Linked DNA regions of Triticum aestivum: region 1 is linked to region 2. A link is a contact called in public Hi-C data. All regions are on one chromosome and are shown on one strand. Each heading gives the region's core, a stretch centred on a gene start, on an enhancer-like site or on the middle of the called end of the contact. The rest is flanking DNA. Distances are from core to core; before and after follow the strand shown.

Region 1 (6,934 bases), core at 4,300-6,799, 840 kb after region 2:
TCGGCCAGAGGAGGGCTGGCAGGCTCCACGAATGAGTACAGATCGATCCCATCAGCGATCCGAGTGGCGGCAGCAATGAAAGTCTCCATGAAGGACTGGAAGTCGTGCTTTTTGGTGTTAGCAACTTTGATCGCAGCCAGCTTGTCTTCACAAGCCTCCTTGCAATGGACTCGCACCAAGGACAGCGCCACATCAGCACCACACCGAGCAGAGGATTTCTTCCATTCTTGCATTCGGTCAGGGATCTCATTCAGGCGAGTCATCAGAGATTCTAGATTGTTCTGAAGCGTCACCCCTGGCCAAAGCGTCGAGTCGATTCGAGAGACAACCTCCTTCAGGTGTGCGAGGTAGCTTGTGGTGCTGGCGATATGGGACTCCAGTTGGAGCACGTTCATCGCAGTTTCATCGCAGACTGGGAAGCGATAGGGTCCAGACCCGTCTCGACCCTTCCAGTTTCTTCGTCGAAGTCTTGGCAGAGTTCTGCAGCCAAAAGTCAGTCCATCAATCGAGCAAGACCCAATTGCAAGCATCAACACAGTCGGATTAAAAGAAATACCTTCCAGCACGAGATAAAGCTTCTTGGCGAGGGTCCTCAGATAAGCTTCTGTGTCATTCCTCTTGCGGATCGCAGACTCCAACTTTTCGTTCAGGACGACCTTGTCCTTCTTCAGGCTGGTCACTTCGCGGTTAGCTTCATTAAGACAAGATTTCAGTCTATTCACCTCTCCTTCAAGCGTTCCGACTGAAGCAAGCTTCTTGTCCGCGAGAGCGGTTTTGTCTTGGGCTGCTTTTTGCGCGGCGGTGAGGTCCGAGTCCTTCTTGTCCAGAGCCAGCTTCATTTTCTCTGCAAAGAAGTAATCGAATCAAAGAAGAGGTCAAAGAGATATATTGAAATTCAGTCGGCAATCAGTTACCTTCCATACCAGCGGCTTCGTCTTGAGCTTTTTTCAGATTTTGCTGAGCCAATTCCAAGTCTAAGTTGAGTTGCCTCTGCTTCTCTTCAAGTTCGGCAAACTTGGAGATAAGAGTACAAGACTTCTGTAGGAGGCAAGAGACAGATCAATCGATAGGTTCGAAGGCAGTTCATTTCCGAGTGAATAAAACCTAAAGAAGTGGGCAACAAGCTGTTCAGACCCCAGTCGACTGCCAGCAGTCGACCGCGGTCTCGGGGACTACACCCAATGGGTGCACTTGGCGTGCCCCCACCGGTTCTGATCCGACTCAACCGGCCCGCCGGAGTCGAGTGCAAAAAAAGGAGAGAAAGAACAATTGCACCGTCAAGAAAGAAGAACTCAGGCCAGCAGTCGACCGCGGTCTCGGGGACTACACCCAGTGGGTGCACTTAGCGTGCCCCCATCAGTTCTGGTCCCACTCGCCCAGACCGAGTGGAAGAGCGAAACTACCAAAAAAGACAGCGACACCCAGTGGGTGCTCTAATTCGACGCAAACAACAGGAGATTGTGTAGAAGAAAATTTTTTGAGAACAAAAACAGTCGGAAAGTCTACTCACCTGGACATTGGCCCGAAGGGCGGCACTAGCGTCGTAGGCAGCCTGACTGCTCTCGTGCACTACCTTCACCCGCTCCATCATCATACCAGCCTGTCGGATGGCTTCCACACCCGCTTCCGACTGGTTGTCTGGGACGGGGTGGGTGGTGAAAAAGTGTGCAGACGACCCAGGTGCGGCTGCTTGAAGCTCCGTGGTGTGGAGTTGGATAGTCGAAGGAACCACAGGCGCGGTCGACCGCGTGGGATTCCCACTCGGCAAGGGTGCAGCGAACGTCACAGTGGCCCTGCCCGCGTCTTCAGCTTGACGGATGGGAGGCGTTGCAGTTGGTTCTTGTCGAGCCACCCTGCCAGATGTTACCTTCTTGCTCTTCCTAGGCTTAGGAGCCACATCTTCGTCGTCATCCGGAAGATCAATGATGTTGGGTGGAGCTGCAAGACAGAACATTCGACCCCAAGTGAACCACTCGACCCTAAAAGGATCAAGAATCGAAATCGCAAGAGTTTATACCTGGGTTGGAGGTTACCGCATCCTCCATTTCCTCGTCCCGGTACTGGTATGAAGAGGTCCCTGACGTAGCAGCACTGCAAAGGCCTGCATTCAATCGGTTACACCCAGTTAATCGAATCCACATAAAGGACAAGTCAGATGGTTACGTGAAGATAGTAGGAACGGTCACTTTGATCCTGGGTAAAGCTTTTGGCAGTTTGGAGGAGATGGCTTTCGGCACTTTCGGCGCTGGGGGCGGCGCGACCTTAGATTGCTTTGGAGCCTTCTCAGTCGGCGTCGGGGAAGACGTCCTGGGGCGCTTCGAGGACTGCCCGATTGGCGCAACCACCAAGTCCGGAGCGCTTGCCGGGTCATGAGTGTGCTTGGACCTCCTCTCCCTGCGAGGAGGCGAGTCGACTTCTTCCTCATCAGTCGATTCATCGCTCTCCTCGTCCTCCTCGGCTTCCAAATGCTCCTTGCCGCTCTCGCCCCCGCTCCCTTCTTCCTTAGCACCTGGGTCCTACACTCTGTTGGGCATCGAGTACATTTCAATGAGGGCCTGAAAGGATAACAATCAAAGGAAATTCAGTCGACCGCAAACGGGACATCACATGGTGAATCGGAAAGATACTTGATAAAACAGAAATATACCTGCTCCGACTGGTGCGAGTTGTCGAATGGAATCACCCTCCTGGACCCTCGAGGGTTGTCTTTGTTGCCGGTGATTCCCCTCAACCAGTTCTCCAAGATATCCTCGCTGACCTCCTCCGGGTGGATCCGAGTGGTATCCTCGAGCCCAGAGTACATCCACATCAGATGATCGCGCGCCTGAAGAGGTTGGATGCGTCGACCGAGGAAGACCTCCAGCAGATCCATCCCGATCACTCCGTCGCGGACAAGCTGGATGACCCGTTCAACCAGCACCTTGACCTGCGCCTTCTCTTCTGGAACTACCTTCAGGGGAGCAGGCTTCTCCACTCGAGCCAAGGAAAATGGAGGAAGTCCAGTCGACTGGCCATGGGTTGGTTGATCCTTGCAGTAGAACCAAGTCGACTGTCAGCCCCGGACCGAGTCAGGAAGGATCATGGCTGGAAAAGTACTCTTGCTCCTCATCTGGATCCCTAGACCACCGCACATCTGGATCACCCGCGTCCTCTCATCACTCGACTTGGCCTTTTTGACCGACTGGGAACGGCAAGTGAAGATGTTTGAAAAGCCCCCAGTGCGGTCGACAGCCCAAGAAGTTTTCGCACATGGACACGAAAGCGGCCAGATAGACTATGGTGTTCAGAGTGAAATGGTGGAGCTGAGCCCCAAAGAAGTTCAAAAAACCCCGGAAGAAAGGGTGGGGGCAGTGAGAATCCGTGATCTATGTGTGTTGCGAGGAGGACGCACTCACCCTCTCTAGGCTGCGGCTCGGTTTCGTCCCCCGGGAGCCGAGCCGACTTGTGAAGGATCAATCCTCCCTCCACTAGGTCGTCGAGGTCGTCCTGCGTGATTGCCGAGCGGATCCAATCGCCCTGGATCCAGTCCGCCGGCAGGCCAGACCTCGACGAGGATCCGCCCCGGCTGGTCCGCTTGCCCTTCGCCTTCGCGGTCGCCTTCTTCGCGCGTTCCAGCGCCGCCGTCTTCTCCTTCCCCATGGTGACGGGTCGAGCTCGAACAGAGGTCCGGTGACGAAGCGGAAGCGAGAGTGGCGGAGAGATCGGAGGAAAGAGAAGAGAGAATGGGAGCACGCGGAGCAGAGGCCTGGCCCGGGACCTTTTATAAGGCCTTTCACCGAGTGGCTGACTCGTGGACCCAAGCGATCTAAACAAATCCCAGAACAGTCACGCGCGTAGTACGTGGCGAAAAAGGTGGCGCGGGGATCGAGGAGACTTGCCTAATCCGTCCCGATAACTTCGGTTCCGCCCGTCTGGCGCACTTTCCAAAATTCGAATCCCGCGAGATCCGCGGAGAGCAGAACAACCTGTCAGACTGAAGACAAACACCCTCTACATCATCATTCGGAATTTTACCATGAAGGTTCACTCGACAACAACCAAGAATGGACCAAGGCGATTGAGAAAATAGTCGACGTCGTCACCTCAACTCATTGTTCCAGACAAGGCATATTCATGGCACAAAGAGCGCGAGATCCGCGGAGAGCAGAACAACCTGTCAGACTGAAGACAAACACCCTCTACATCATCATTAGGAATTTTACCATGAAGGTTCACTCGACAACAACCAAGAATGGACCAAGGCGATTGAGAAAATAGTCGACGTCGTCACCTCAACTCATTGTTCCAGACAAGGCATATTCATGGCACAAAGAGTGGGTCGGAAGTGTTCTCAACCCCTCCCTCACTGAAACCCTGATCCATTCGGGGGCTAATGATAAAGCTATGTACCTAGGGTAGGGTCATGGACCTGTCCAACTTACCCTCCCCAAGGACATCTCTACAAAGAATCAGAAACAGTCGAAGAGAAACCATCAACCACTCGACCGTGGAGATGCACTCACTCGACCACCTTGAAGACACTCGACCACCAGAAGATGAGGAACGCTCCACTCTGCAACGGTCAGGACTTAAACCATAGCATTATGAACATTTATGGCGCTTTACTGTAGACGTTACCAGTAACGCCTTTCCTTTATGAACATTGAATCCTGTGTAACAAAGGGGAGCTGGGGCCCTGGCGCACTCTGTATAAGCCACCCCCTCCTCTGGGACAAGGGTTCGCATCTTTTGTAAACTCACACACACACATATATAATCCAGTCGACCGCCTCAGGGCACCGAGACGTAAGGTTGTTACTTCCTCCGAGAAGGGCCTGAACTCGTAAAACTCGCGTATACAACTCCTTCATAGCTAGGATCTTGCCTCTTCATACTTACCCCCTATTCTACTGTCAGTCTTAAATTCACGACAGCGACCACAGGAGGCAGGGTAGCCCTATACGCGTTTGGGCGCCGCTCGTGAATGAGGTGGAAAGTGTTTCTGCAAAGTTGCTAAATAACGTATTATTATACTAAATCAGCAATAATTAATATGGATCGGAGTGAGTATAAGTAATAAGTATTGTAAAAGAAATTATGATTTCTTAGTAAGGACGGTCATTTGCGCATTTTGTTTGAGCGCTCACAATCTTTGGCTAATTTTGGACGTGCCGCCGTGGCTCGACATGCAGAAGCCAGTGCAACCGCGCAGAAACCCACACGGAAGCTTTAGGCAGGGCGGCGCATGTCACGCACCACATCGTTTAGCGCTGTAGGGTAAATCATGCCACGCCACACGTACTGCCGCGCGGGGCCCGCGGCTCACGACCGCTCTTTTGGTTTCTTCCAAAAGAGCCCCTGGACGACTGAGCTATTCGCCTAAGCAAACCCGCGGTTAAATATCTGGAGCTTCTGTTCTTTTTGTCCCTGCGACCGCGAGGACTCAAAAGTTAAAAAGATATACAGAGAGAGAGGGGAGCGGCCCCTTTCTCTCTCTAGGACGGACACGGACGACTCGACTTGCTCGGGTTTTCTCTGTCTCTACCCCCTTCTGAAACTATTTGATCTCCGATCGACCGAGGTCTCTCTCTCCGCCCCTCTTCCTTTCCGCTGCCTCGTGCCATGCTGCTACGGCTCCTCCTCTAGCTACTTCTCCTTGCGTGCCTGCCTACCTAATACTCTCTCTCTCTCTCTTCGTCATCTTCTTCCTCCGATCTCCTGTGGCCAAAGGTACGTGCCTCGCGCGTGCCGACGTCGTGCGTGCCGCGCGCGCGTCTCGGTCTCTCCGACGTTCTAGCGAGCGGAGAGAGAGAGAGAGAGACGGGGGTGGCGCCGGGCCGGGCCGGGCCGGCCGGGTGGATGGAATGAACCGGCGGCAGCCCGGATGGTCCCGGCTCGGAACCTGCAGCTCCTCCGCGACGCGCATGGCACGCCTTTCATCCGCGACGTCGCCGCCGGCGTCAACGCTCTGACGGCACAGCCGACGCCGAGGCCGAGCCACCACATGGCCCAGGAGCCCATTAACCAGGACCCGTCAAAGCCGCCGCCGCCGCAGGAGAGGCAGGAAGTGCACCAGGAGGAGCGACGCGGGGAGGCGCTAGTAGTGTTGCCGCCCCATCCCGCCGGCACAAGCGGCAGCAGCAGTGGCGGCAGCAGCAGCAACGGAGGCGGCGGCGCCGGGGGAGGGGACTGGTTGCGCCTCGGCCTCGGCCCGGCGTCCCCGGGCCCCAGTGGCGCAGCGCCCGACATCGATCTCTTTGCGGCGGACCGCGCGGGGACGGCGGGGCCGCGGCAGGAGACGCTCCCGGGCATGGACGTGCCGCCCGGAGCCTTCCTGCGCCCCGCCATGCCCGGCATTCCGCAGGCGTCGTTACAAATGTCTGTGCCGCGCGCTGGGCCACCTTGGCTGCCGCCTTGGAGCCACGCGGCGCAACAACCGCAGCTGCTTCTCCCGTTCGGACACCGCGGGCTCTACGGCCCTGGCTCGCCGGCCGCGGGCCCCTCCGGCTTCGACACGACCAGGGTTGTGCTGCCTCCACCGGCGGCCACCGCCGCCGCCGCCGCCGGAGTCTGGTTCGTCTTCCAGGCCGCGCCCCACCAGTGAGTGCATATATACACGTCCTACCACTCTCTGCGACTGCACTAGCTACATGGGTACACGCGAGCATTTCATGTGTTCATCGCTACTTACTCCTCCTCATCCTACATATTTCACTCGCTGCATGCCAGTTGATTAATTCGTCCTTGAATGATCAAATCCTGCAAATGCAGCGCCTTCATCTGCACGTTCTTAATCCTTTTTTGCTTCGATTCGTGTTGTTTTGCTAGGAGGACTAGCTGTCGGTGTTTTATTGACTTTGATTTTTGTCATCTTGATTTGTGCAGAGGGAGGGAACCGTTCTTGCCTCAGATTCCAAGAAGCTACTTAAGAATCAAGTAATACTCTACAACCCTC
Region 2 (6,986 bases), core at 1,093-3,592:
ACCTTTGTCCGCCGGTTCTTGCTCTTCATCGATTCGGCGTCGAGCTTGGCGAGCTCCGTCGGCGTGAGCTCCGATCGCGGCTTCTTGGTAGCCTTCTTCTTCGCCGCAGGGCGCGCGACCGCGGCCGGTTCACGGGGATTCATCAGGCGCCGACCATGAAGGAGGGAGGGGAGGAGGACGAGAGGGTTTTGGGCAAAATGGAGGGAAAGTGGACGGGTGTCTCCCGAACGGGCGGACCAGGGGAGGAAAAGGGCGCGCGTCCCGCCCGTCCGTGCACAGTCCATTTCAACGCAAGCGCGGTCGAAATTTCGGTTGAGAATGGGTTGAAAGCGGACCGAAAACGGTGCTTTGCGCGTTGTTTCTCTGTCCCGCGCGTTGGAGTTGCATGGGCTGGGGCAGCAGCTCAGCTGATCGAGTGCATGGAGCAACGTCTATCACCTCCGGCCGGAAAGAGGATATGTAGAAAAAATAAGGCCAGGTCACATCGATCCGTCTCTACAAGGTCAGTCAGGGAGATGAAACGAGACAGTGAAAGAGGGAGAAGAAAGCTCCCAGTGGATTCGATCGATCTTGGTTGTTTTAAATTGGGCATGCTAGTCTCCATCGCTACTTGCTCCCGATCGAATCCTCTGTTCCCGCCAGCTCGCCAGAAGTCAAACCGCAGAGGTAGCATTCCGCGAAACAGTGCAGCTGCATGCGTGCGTGCGTGCTCGATCGCGCGCGGACGGGGTAATCATCAGGCACTCTTGTCCCCTTGCTGTTGGATCATGCGAGTCCGGCCGGCCGGCCGGCTTCTCGGCCAGTGCTACAGTCGCTCTCCCTGCCCAAGCGAGTGAGTGCGAGCAGTAGCACTGCAGAATCCCCCGTCTTGGTGCCGGCCAAGCGCACATGGACTCTGCAGGAAACCACTACGCAGTTGATTTCGCCCCGGCAGTCGTACCGACTTGCCTTGGCCGTAGTCCAGCCTTATGATTTGGGTTATTTCCTACTAGTACCATCGTAAAATCTGGAACTTAAGCTTGCATGGAGCTGCGGCCGGTAGCACGTACGTATCCCTCAAAACACACGACACTTAAAATGCTGCACACAAAGGTACTATTTTTCCAAAGGAACAATCATTTGGTTACTGAAATTTTCCTGAGTAGAAAATCTAAATAGGGCAACTATGATTGCAAAAATAAAATCATCTTTTTCTAGGACGGTGATATCACCTGCAAGCAAATCTCGCCGTGCATGCCATACGCAGGTCGAGCCCATATGTCTGGATCAGTCACTGTCCTCTCTGGAAGCAGCGGAATAGACGTTTAATCGACGTGCAGTTCGATGGTGGGAAGGGAAATCCATGTCACGTCAAACAGCGACCTCGGCATATGTATGTACGTGCACGCACGCACGCACTAATAAGCATGAGCATGAAACGAAAGGAGACGGTCGAGACTCGAGAAGCTGTGCTGTCCTGCACGACAACAAATCACTCCCCGTCCTGTGCGGCCCGTAACAGCACGCGTCTGTGCGTGCGTGAGACGTCCGTGTCTTAGAGCTACGTATCCATGTGTATGAGTGTATCGGATGGGACTCGCAATATTACCTGGCCACGTCAAAACGCTAGAGTGTCACCTGGTTTCGAGCTGTGGAACCTCTGTGTCGTAACAGCCACGATACTGTTTACTACAGAGAGAGGAAAGGAGGACCATTGATCTTTTGCTTTGGCACGTACAACAAAAGGGGAAACCCGTCCCAACATATCGTTGGATCAGACGACAATCTCATCAGTCGGTGGACTAAAATTCCACCGGGCCGAGACGAGATGGAAAACAACGCGACGACAGTCTCATGATCGACCGCACTCAGGTGGACACGGGAGCCCCCTCCACACGAGACACGCAGATCCCGGGCAGGCCATGCACTGCAGTTTGCATGCACCACCCATACATATTATTCTGCGATCGATCGAGTGCCAGTCTGTTCGCATGCACCCATCATGCGTGCCCTATAGTACTATATATTCCATCGGTTCAGAGATTACTGATTTCGGCTGGTTACCCTGTATCGATCCACCAGGAAATAATCTCCGGGACAGTGTGTGTGTGTGTGTGTTTAACTTTTTTTTTGACCTACTCTCGCCGTCTCCGAAAATAAGACTTCGTATAAATTTTGCCTCCAGTCAAACCATGCAATGTCGGAACAAGTTAAAAAGAAGGAATAGATACATAAATCGACTCAAAAAAATAAATAGCAATACACATGCATGGAAGAGAAAGTGCAAAAATCCTACTGTACTTGCGGGCTGTGGCGTCCATGGCGAGCCGGGACCGACAGCATGCATGACGAGCGTGGTGACGAGATGGTGACGAGGGAGAATGGGGAGTTGTCATGCACAGAATAAATGTGTGGATGGGTACGTACGTGACGTGCGACGTTGAGTGAAACGACAGGTACGTTTCATAGTGGCACTTGTTTTTTCCCCCTTCCTTGAGCTGAGGTGATGCACAACCCACCACCAGGCACACACGTGTGGCAGTGATTGCACGCGAACCCATACATACTCCCACCGTTCAGAAATACTTGTTCAACTCTTTACGTATATAGGAGTAGTTTTAACTTCTCTCCGGCCCGTGGAGTTTTTACGGTACTGCATGTAGGAGTAGGAGCATTGTTTATTTTGGTTGAAGGGGACTTGATCGTCTGTGTAGTCGACGTACGGGCCAAGACGCAAAACTGTTGATGTGGACAGGAAAGAACTGTTTTTTCACTGCTAGTATATAGGTTTATATGTACTTCGTCTTATCCAATGATCGAAAAGGTACAAACGCAATGCATATTCTGTTCAAACCATCGTGTTTCCGTATCAATAACGCTACTTCATCGTTTCATAACGCAGTGCATATTGTTTTTTTTGAAAAAAATTAACCTCAGAAACTTTGATCAAGTTTGCGTAGAAAACATTAACGTCAGGAATGCCCAGCATATATCATTGAATGCATTATAAGATGTAGCTTCATACTTTATATATTTTTATTATAGATATGAATAGTTTTGTCTATAAATTTGATCAAAGTTTGCAAATTTTGACTTTAAAAAATGTACGCACCACAATATGAAATGGAGGGAGTATTATACAGCGATTGATAATGTCTAGTTTGCCCGTTGGTTGACCGTGAAACACAAGATAATCTACTCATTTCAGCGGCAGTTAGATGGGAGTATTTCCGTATTTTGAGTAATAAACTTGCGTGGTGCAAAGTGTGCTTAATTAATTACCGATTAAAAAATTGTTAAGAATCACGTTTGCAAGTTAGATACATTGTTTAACTGAAATAACTGAAAGACTCCTGCAAAAAAAGAAAAGAAAAAAGAAACTGAAAATGCCAGCCAGCAAACGCCCAGTTTAATCAGCTTGGGTTCGGCCAGTACGTGGCTGCATGCGCACGCACGTGTACGCCCCTGTAGGTCGACAAGTGCAACCAGAGGATGCCATCGCGAGCTGCATGCCTGCATGCATGCATGGCGAAGCGGGTTGGAGCTCACTCACGCTCAAGCTCAAGCTCACCCGTGGACGTGCGACCCGATGGAATGAATCGACGATGATCTGTCAACAACCCCACCGCACCGCACCCCACCCCTTGCCGCAACTTGGACAAGATCCCCGCAACAGCAGCAGCATGTATACATACACACACGTACTCCTGCACCTTACTTGTGTGGACTTGGGTGCGTCACGCGAGCGAGATATGGAGGGACCAAAGCGGGCCATGGATCGCCCGGCCGGGCTGGGGTCCTCAAGCATCCACCGGTCCTGTTCCGGATCTTCTCGTTCCATGCAAGTTCCGATCCATTCCATCCAACCAAGAAGAGTTTTTCGATCATTAGCTGCTTAGTTTTAATCAGTTCAATCCGCGATCTAGTAGCCCAGGCCTGGGACCGATCGATCGATCCGTCGGGCGGGCTGTACTACCGGGTAACTAGTGCAGCAGGATGGTCTACCGGCCACTTGCATTGTGCCCTGCGTCCTTCTCGATCTGTAATCAGCTAGCTAGTGCAGCAGGACGGCGACAGCAGAGGACAGCGCAATGCATGGTTAGCTTTAGGGGGCACATCGCTCCATCGGCGTCACGCTTTGGCATATTATAGGATCCTAGCATTTCGCTTTTGTATACACGCACACATATATATGGTGTTTTTTTCGATAAAGGGTGGATTTTATTGATTCAAAATGGAGCATCAAGAAGATACAAACACAATGAGCACACACCCGGCCTCTGCATAGCTAGGATGCACACAGCCAACATCAACGCACACACACAAAAACACGCGACAAATAGCAAAGTCATACAAGACCAAAGCTATGCGTGGGCGAGGAAAAAAGAAAAAAGCCCCAAAGCGATCACATCACGATCGGCAAACTATAACAATGACCATATCTGCACCGACAATCTCATGACGCCACGCGGATGACAAGGTTCTTCAACAGCAACGCCTTAAGGAAGGGAGTGACATTCAAGTGTCACCGTCACCGGATCCAGCCACCGAAGGTTGGAATCTAAGTTTTCACTCTGAAGAATCAGTCCGAACATTCTGAACAATGCCTTCAACAAGATAACAACGTCAAAACATCGCCATTGTCAGGTATACCCAACTCGGGGCAGACCAAGGCTTTCACCCCAGAGCTCAAGACCAGGTGCTCAAGTAGCACCACCATCAAGGTCATTCATGTGTTGTCGCCGCCACTTTTCCACGATCCCAACAGCTACAAGCGATATGACCGCCGCCACTGCACAACAATTCCTCTGCATCAAGACATCATCCATAGTTTGCATCTCGCCGTCGAAGTGAACCACCATATCTGCAGAGATGAAACTCTAACAGAATCTTTTGATGGCGACAACAATCCGCGGTGAGGCCGCCGCCGTCCTGGATCCAATCCCCAATGACGTAGTCAACTAGGTGGACGCCAATACCATGGGTTGCAGCCGCCGATCATCTGCATACATGTCCACGCATGTGCATTTGTGTATATGCATTCATGCACCAGACCCACGTGCTTCTCCTAATCAAACTCCCAGCCATGGACCTCATCCAGATCGGAGCCGAAAAGGTAGCTGCGAGATCCGGAGGCACCATGTATGGATCGATCGGGAAGCTCACGACATGAGACGACAGCGGCCAGAACAGATCGGGAAGCCAGCAGCGACGGCGGCGGCCAGATCGGACGGCGACCACCAGGGGGGAAGAACAGAAGAAACCGGCCGGAGACACCCCGCCGCCGCCGTCCGCCGGGCAGCCGGCCTCCTCCGGCGGCGGCAAGGTCAACGGGGCTGCGAGGGAGGGCCTCCGGGGGCTACGGCGGCGGCGCCTCCGGAGTCGCTGGAAGCGACCCGGGAGGCTAGCGGGTAGTTAGCGGGTAGTTAGCGGGAGATTCCGTAGAGTACATTATTAACAATTGGCAGGAAAATGCAATTTAAGATGGCCGTTCATCCAACCATCATGCGTGTGCGAGTTATCGATCACAGCCTAGTTTCAAGGGATCTTTTTCTAGTTACCGGTTGATCATCCCATGCATACGTGCATCAGTGCATGCCGGATCTTGGGTGATGGGTGGTTCGATCCCTACTGAAAATGTATGCATGGTATAGATGATCCGAGTTGGAGGTATTCGGTTCTGGAATGTACGTCGGCCACCTGAATGGACACGGTGAAATCGCTGAATGGGATGTTAATTTTGACGATGGACGATGTTTGATTATGTGAAAATACAACATTTGTAGTTCTTATTTAGGTTTTGCTGAAAATATTGCCCAATCATTAATATCCCCACAAATATCTAAATATCTGTCAGGACCCCGACTCAATGCCACATAGATCTAGCATGTAACACTTCATATCACTTTGCGGCCTCACGCACGGTATTCCCACGGGTGTCGCCTAACCTTTACCCGGGACCGTTTGCGCCTTTTGGCACACGTATATGACAGTGTCGCTAGCATCCATATGATAAGGAGCCCGGGCTGACATGGCTAGTCGTAAACCCAAAGTGGCACAGACTTACAGGGACAGGCATCCATGACCCAGCATCGAACGTGTCGGTCATCAGCGAGTGAATCCAGGCTGTAGCACTGGGCTAGCAGGACTCCGGTGAACCGGGCTGTAGCGGGCTAACAGGACTCCGGTATCCATCGCGTGACATTTCCCCGAAGGGACAGACACAGGAACGAAGAAGGACACATGCCGGCCAGCCTAAGTGTTCCGGAGCAGTAGCAAGCTACCATGGCTCGGTGGAAACACTAGGAGACATTTCCCGTAAGAGAGGCTACTAAAGATAAACAACTAGATAGTCAGATCCCACACATACCAAGCATTTCAATAACATACACACAATATGCTCGATATGTGCAACTACAACATGGCATCACAACATGACTCTACGACTCAAGTAATTTATTCAATAGGCTCCGAGGAGCGAGATATTACAAACAGGGGTCTCACGACCCAACATTCAGAGCATACAAGTCAAAGCACAAGCGGAAGCTATCATGTCTGAGTACAGACATCTAGAAATGAAAAAGGCTGAGAAGCCTGACTATCTACCAGATCCTGCCGAGGGCTCAAGATCGTAGCTGAGGTAACAAGCTAAACGTCGAAGTCCACGTGGAACAACTAGTGAGACCGAAGTCTCTCTGCAAAAACATAAAATAGGCAAACGTGAGTACAAATGTACCCAGCAAGACTTACCTCAGAACTATCTACATATGCATCATTATCAACAAAGGGGTGGTGGGGTTTAACTGCAGCAAGCCAGCTTTGACTCGGTGGCTATCCTAAACTACGACTGCGAGTAACTCTTTTGAGGTGGCGCACACGAGTCCACATATTCACCATATCAATACACCACTATGGATCCGTTCCCGTTTCCCTATGAGAACGCCATCCATAGCACTCACGCTTATCTTGCGTATTTTAGAGTATCCACTTTCACTTGTCTATGAACT

The links. A called contact is a pair of places that touch in the nucleus more often than the background predicts.
Region 1: a contact with region 2 is called in a Hi-C map of leaf, with 7 times the contacts expected there. The contact joins the promoter of LOC123189085 here to the enhancer-like site in region 2. A contact is called at or near these places in 2 of 5 Hi-C or Micro-C datasets (both in leaf).

What each region holds. Positions count from the first base shown.
Region 1 is chr2A:492,623,107-492,630,040 of IWGSC CS RefSeq v2.1, forward strand. LOC123189085 (protein LAX PANICLE 2) reads left to right here and starts at 5,550. Exons shown (of 4, transcript XM_044601413.1): 1 at 5,550-6,579; 2 at 6,865-6,915. The coding sequence starts at 5,864.
Region 2 is chr2A:491,789,724-491,796,709 of IWGSC CS RefSeq v2.1, forward strand. No RefSeq gene overlaps it. Among protein-coding and RNA genes, the nearest start is that of LOC123189084, 360 kb to the left of the region's middle. Within about 2 kb of position 2,343, at least 4 of the 8 cell types and tissues checked have an H3K27ac peak or open chromatin away from gene starts, as enhancers often do. A contact at or near this core is called in leaf, where this site is marked.